Linked DNA regions of Zea mays: region 1 is linked to region 2. The links are chromatin contacts, called in public Hi-C maps. All regions are on one chromosome and are shown on one strand. Each heading gives the region's core, a stretch centred on a gene start, on an enhancer-like site or on the middle of the called end of the contact. The rest is flanking DNA. Distances are from core to core; before and after follow the strand shown.

Region 1 (3,096 bases), core at 258-2,757, 200 kb after region 2:
CAGCCGCATCGGGTGCATGATCGAGGTCAACTCCGAGACCGACTTCGTGGCCCGCAACGACAAGTTCAGGGAGCTGGTGAACGACCTCGCGATGCAGGTGGTAGCGTGTCCGCAGGTCGACTACGTCTCGGTGGACGACATCCCGGAGAGCGTCGTCGGCAAGGAGAAGGAGATCGAGATGCAGAGGGAGGACCTGCAGTCGAAGCCCGAGAGCATCAGGGAGAAGATCGTGGAAGGGCGGATCGCGAAGAGGCTCGGCGTGATGGCCCTCCTGGAGCAGCCCTACATCAAGGACGACAGCAAGACGGTGAAGGATCTCGTGAAGGAGACGGTCGCCTCACTCGGGGAGAACATTAAGGTGCGGAGGTTTGTCCGGTACACCCTGGGCGAGGACTGATCGGTGTGAGGTCGGGCAGCGATCCCTCCGTCGCAGCGCAGCGCAGCCCTGGCATGAGAAGTCGGGCACGTTTTTGGCATGAGAAGGTCTGTGACTCGGTTCCATCTGTAATTCCGTATCACCTGTTACTGCTGTTCGTGGTTCAGAAGAGTAAGAGGGGTTGGTTAGTATATCCATCAAAGCATATATATATATACAACATTAAGGCAAATTGAATTTTGTATCTTTTATCTGTGCTTCGTTTCAAAACATGATCGAATTGTAGCATGGACGTATGGTCTTGGCCAATGTAATTGTCTTGATCATGTGGTTCCATGAAGGCTACGTGTCAAAATTGTCACGTAGGATGTGTGTGGCGTGCTTCAGTGTCAAGGCGCAGGTGGAGCCGTCAGACCATCAACGTGGATAGAGCAGAGCCACCACCGCTGGTGTCCTTGTGGATTTACCGTGGGGCGGTGGGCGTGCCGCCGCTGCTCAGAGCCGGCGCGGCAAGGGTACCGGGTACGGGGCCGACGCTTGCTGGCGGCTGCCGGCGTCGGCTTCGGCAGGGTCTGTGTTTGGACGCCGGTGGCTAGACGTCGATTGGCCGAATGGGGAACGACATTGTCTCGAGGGGAAGAAGGGGATAACTAGTATGTGCCAGCAAGTGTAGGGGATGACACCTGGGCCCGTGTGTGTTTGATATGGAGAGAGAGAGGCCGTAGCAGGGGTACTTTGGGGCATACGAAAATACGGATACCCGCAATGATATCTAGAGCGTACAAAGTGGCGTCTGCACGTAGAATTACAATAGCACCGTTTCGAATATGATAAATATTATAAATCCGTACAAGTTGCAATGGTACGGTTTCACTTCATTCTTATTTAAATGTGTCCCAACCGAGAGTGTGGTGAAAAAAATAGAATAAAACCTGAGTTTGTGCCGCACTACCGCGAGCAAAAAAAAAATGTCAAAATTCTTCTCTTTAAAAAATGGTCTAATTCATCACCTCAAATTCAATCTGGAACAATGATTTGGATTGGATCAATTTCTATGCAAAAACACAGTTATCGCCCTGAGCCCCTGACGCTGGCTGAACCGACAAACAACAGCAATAATTCATAGTTGAAGACAGGCACAGGGCGAGACCGCCGTCATGGACACTGAGACCGAGGGGAAGGCGGCGGCGGTCGAGGAGATGAGGGAGTGGTGCGTCGCTCTCCCCAAGGTGGAGCTCCACGCCCACCTCAACGGCTCCGTCCGCAACTCCACCCTCCTGTCAGTGCTCCGCTCCGCACCGTCTCCACCCATCTCCCCTCTCCCCTGGCCTCCCGGTTCTTGATTCCCCCCCACCCGTCGGTAGTGTAGCGTAGCTCCTCCGGGTTCCTCATTCGATGCTCGAGCAACATCAACCCACAGCTTCACCGATAGGGTGTATCCCTGCACAACAGCTGTTCCATGTCAGTCATGACAAAAACTCTGCTAATGAAATTGGTGGCTCGAATCTGATCTTGTTTACCAGCAAGCAAATCTGGTGTGCTTGCAAACTGTGAGATTGCAGGCGTTGTAGCTTTTTAGGAAGCTGGACATATACAGTAGCAGTGTGCGGACATGTGGGCTCTTGCATTGTAGTAGCGTGATTGCTCCCTTGCCTGTTTTGACAAAATAAAATTTCTGATGGAGCTTTTAGTTCACAGATCACAGATGACTTACCTCCTCGAAAATGACCTTATTACTTATATGAGATAATTTAAGATAGGTCTCAAAATATGTCTGTTGTTCGAGGAACCCGATGAACCATGTGTTACATTGCTGGTTAGTTCAACCAAGACATTACATGTATACAGAGATGCTCTTTACCCCCTTTTTTCTATTTCTTTTAGAAAATATTCAAATCCTTTAGTGAGTGCATTGCTAGTTCACAGGTTAGTCCCTTTTTTTTAATATGTAATTCTAGGCTCTAGCTATCTATAATTGGACTAAACATATTACTTATCATGTAAACACCTATGTGTATTTTCTGGAGAATATATTGGCAGTATTCTGCTTAGCATATTAAAGTTTTTACCAATGTCCTCTCCTGCCTGGACATCATATTATCATTATTAACATAGAAACCTGACCTTTCGAGTGGTAAATTTGAACAGAGAACTTGCAAAACATCTAGGCGACAAAGGAGTCATTGTTTTTGAAGATGTTAAGGATGTGATCATGAAGAGTTAGTGTCCGATTCCCTTGAAATTGTTTTCTAATACAATTACTAGTATAAATTGTATTAAAAATCTTACATGGATTCTTGGTGCTTTTGCTTATATATATATGAGGCTTCTAAAGTGTGTCTTTAAATGTTAAACAGGTGATAGATCTCTTCCAGAGTGTTTCAAGCTTTTTGATCTGTTTCATATACTTACAACTGATCATGATACAGTAACAAGGATTGCTAAGGAGGTATCTGCCATTGTGATTAGAAGGTTGCATTTTTTGTAATACTGTTGTATACTCAATTAGCTTAGTAAATTAACCCAGACAAAATTCACAGGTTGTAGAAGATTTTGCTGCAGAGAATGTTGTATATTTGGAAATAAGAACAACACCTAAGGTGCTACTATATGTTTTTTTGTGTGTATTTTTTGCAATTTATGACAATATTGTGAATTGTTTTATGTTTTTTTCCTCACATATTGTCCAGAACAATGAGGCAAAGGGGATGACCAAGAGG
Region 2 (3,474 bases), core at 925-3,424:
AGCCAGTAGATGAACTCACTATGTATTGCCAGAAGGGCCTTCCATCATTGACATACCTGGAGAAACTCAAATGCATTAGTTAGGATTGGAATTTCGGTTGCAGTCCAAGCAGCAGCATGGTTTTCAAAAGGGATTTGAATTCTGGAGGGTTTCCCAGGCACAGATCTTTTCAGTAACATAACAAACCCGACAGTTCATTCTAGTTCTAGTACATAAGTGGGCAGGCAAGCTGAGCTAGAATCAGATGAAGTGAAAGAACCAGTACCACTTGGGACCACCACCCAGATGGCCAGATATGTTGAGAAAAATTAGTGGCGACAATTTTTGTCCAAGTTGTTTCTCCTGATAGGTCTAAGAAAACAGCCCCGAAGTACCTTATTGTTATGTAGGAGTATGCTTGAAAAGCACACAAAACCAGATCAAGTTTCTTTTGTCAACTGTACAGTATTTGTCCTGTAGCGCCTAAATCATATAAATAAACCTGCATCCTTGCAGTTGGCAGGAACCTAGGAATTAGTGCCCCTTCTTTATTTTTGTCTTTTTAGCAGTGGCATAAATAAACGAGCAAAACTATGCTATTTGGGAGAAATCCTGTTCTCGGAACTAGATCCAGAAGAATTTTGATGATACAACTCGTCAACTGTCCCAGTTATTGACTTGTTCTTGCAAGGATGCCCACCGCTATTATGTCACATTGACATACAACTCAGTCTTATTCCTGCATCAATGTTCTCGATTTGCAATGCACCTGAGATTGATGGGTTCAGATAGTTAGGTGCTCTATCTATAGGTTTAGTCTCTACATGACAAAACTGCTTACGGTAACAAATTTTCCCTACTTTTCATGCAGGGTGAAGCTGATTGCTCCGAAAGACCCCCCAAGCCTCTGAAGTGAACGAGAACGATCGACAACTTCTAACCACTTGTATAGGTCCACAGCTCGTTTGAGTTGCACAAAAGCACCAGGCATGTGCCCATGCCAACAAAACATGTAACAGCGGGGTGCAATCAACTGAGGTCACCTAATACACCAGTTCCACATGGTTGTAGTGTTATTTCCGGCAAGTACCATGTACAGTCACAAGTTGAGTGGGGCTTACCTCAGACGTGATCTACCCCAAGGCTGCGCATACGCCCAGCGATACCGCATCAGAATCTCATCCTCGGAGTAATCAACCCCATACTTCTGGCCTATCGTTCTGTACACCTGGACAGACGTTTAATACAGCAGGCATCAGAAGACTCCTTATTAAACCGCAACAGAGAAAGCATGAGACCGTTGTGCAAACCGTCGTTCGGGGAAAAACGAAGAGAAAATTCCTGGTATGCCATCAGATTTTATACTCATCCCTTGTATGCCACTGAGTGGCATATAGGTATAATTTTTGGTGTCTATGACATGTGGGGCCAGTGGCATACAAGGGATGAGTATATTTTCCAGTGGTATACAGGGAATTGGCCCAAAAACGAACCGAAACCATCTAGCAGTAAAGCAAGCGAGTCTTGACAGATCTGGCCAAAGCACAGCCGGATACCGCGTATAGAGTGAAGAGAAACAACAGATCAGACCATGTCCAATTCCAATCACACCGCCACAGAGCAGCGCACAGCTGAGCCGAAACCAACAACCGCTTCCGGTGGCCAGGAATGATGGGACGCAGAAACCTCCGGACCACGCATGCAACCGGCCGGACATGGCGCTGCAGAAGAGGACGCGAATCGGAGGCGCGCGCGCGCGGCAATGGGAGGGTGGCGAGGGCGAGGGCTAGGGCGAGCGGTGCGGACCTGCGCCATGGGCTCGGTTGGGGCGAGCAGCGTGCCGGCGGCGTCGACGAGGATGGCCTTGTGCGTGATGTCGCCGTACATGGCCCGGCGGTAGTCGTAGTACTCCCGCGCCCCCATGGGCTCCCACCTGGCGCCCGCGGCCACCTCCGCCGCCGTCCCGAGGCCGCGGGCGCCCGCGGCGAGCGCCGGCTGCAGCCGGGCGGCGGCGGCCGCCGCGCACAGCCGCGCCACCGCCATTGATTGCGAGGCGGCGAGAGGAGCGGGGAGGGGCGAGGGAGAGCGACAGCTGGCGGCGTGGCGTGGCGCGTCGTGGGCTTGGGGCCTTGGGGGGTGTGGTCCTCGGGGGAGCTAGTGGTGGTGGCCGGTACCGGTTATAGGCGGCGAAGGCGTGCGTGGCGAGTTGGTGACTGCGGCGTGAGACTGAGAGAGGTGAGGTGATGTGGTGGAGAAGGAAGGTGGCTTTGCTGCTCCTTCGTTCGGCAGCAGGGTTTACTTGGATGGATGCCTTCCGATTCTCTCAGGTCGAATGGAGAACATGTTTTGGTTATAAAAAAAGGGAAATGGGAGATAGTGGAAGCATGATTGCATGCTGACACGAAACAGAAAAAAAAAACATTTTCATCTGGGTGAAAGAAGCCCACATGAGGACTAGCCAGCCCGTTTCCCGTCCTGCCACGTCCTACGGTTTCGTCGTGTACCCGCTTATTTTGTTACACTTCCACATCACCTTTGCATTAGCGTTAATGTTTAATTTCATGGGTCGCGCTCGCCGGATCTTGGGCCACGCTGTTGGCGTTACACGCATGGCGCACCGGGATGATCGATCACACACTTCCTCCTCCTTTTTTCTATGCCACTCCCTTCTTCTTTTTCTATGCATCCGGCGCTTTAAGAAAAGAAGGGATCCTTTCGGTTGCAACCAAAAAAGATGAACGAACGAAACAAAGAAACGTTACATTTATTTATTACCACTTAAAATTACTGGTGCATGGAATTAACAAATAATCGTGAATTAACAAACCTGGACGCATGCTAGAATGGGCATAATTTCTCGTGGTTTCTCTGTCAACGCTACTCCATCTGACGAACCTGGAGCGGCGACAGGCGCGTGGTGCATTCTTATTCATTCTTATTGACGGTTGCACAGTGTGTATTATATATAGTGTTCTTTGATAACAGTTTTGGTTTTTAGCCACTCGTATGCTGCGCATCGATCTGGATCAATTGCAACAGGTGCTGTCCCTAATGGCCAAGGATGAACAATGGGTAGTGAAAGTGTCAGGGGATTGTTCATATTTTAAGTGCTGCGGGTGTCGATAACACCAATATTAGGGTATGTTCGGTTATACCCCAATCCATATAGATTGAGGGAGTTCAATCCTTAGTAAGTCAAAAAAATCCTAATTTATATCAATCTATTCGAATCCATATGGATTGGAAAAAATATCAATCTTCACAGTGTAGCTTTGTAACAATTGATTTGGTGCTTCGTTATAATGTTTATACCCAAAGTTTGAGGATTATTCAACTTGTGCTCCTCTTGCCATAGGTTGTCATACTTTCAAGTTCGTGTCAAATGTAGCTTTGTGTAGATGATCTTTCAAGGCACTTTACAATAGTTAGTATACTAAGAGGGTGTTTGAATGCACTTGAGCTATGAGCTAATAGTTAGTTGGCTAAAAAATTGCT

What was found. A called contact is a pair of places that touch in the nucleus more often than the background predicts.
Region 1: a Hi-C map of leaf shows a contact between it and region 2, with 5 times the contacts expected there. The contact joins the promoter of LOC100194033 here to the promoter of LOC100280751 in region 2. A contact is called at or near these places in 3 of 25 Hi-C or Micro-C datasets (ear, leaf and tassel).

What each region holds. Positions count from the first base shown.
Region 1 is chr2:222,090,426-222,093,521 of Zm-B73-REFERENCE-NAM-5.0, forward strand. It overlaps LOC100194033 (adenosine/AMP deaminase family protein), which reads left to right and starts at 1,508. Exons shown (of 11, transcript NM_001139094.1): 1 at 1,508-1,655; 2 at 2,525-2,595; 3 at 2,734-2,825; 4 at 2,917-2,976; 5 at 3,067-3,096. The coding sequence starts at 1,534. It overlaps LOC100192861, which reads left to right. Exons shown (of 4, transcript NM_001348753.1): 4 at 1-663. The coding sequence ends at 397.
Region 2 is chr2:221,891,093-221,894,566 of Zm-B73-REFERENCE-NAM-5.0, forward strand. LOC100280751 reads right to left here and starts at 2,175. Exons shown (of 6, transcript NM_001153672.2): 1 at 1,786-2,175; 2 at 1,101-1,207; 3 at 1-56. The coding sequence starts at 2,022.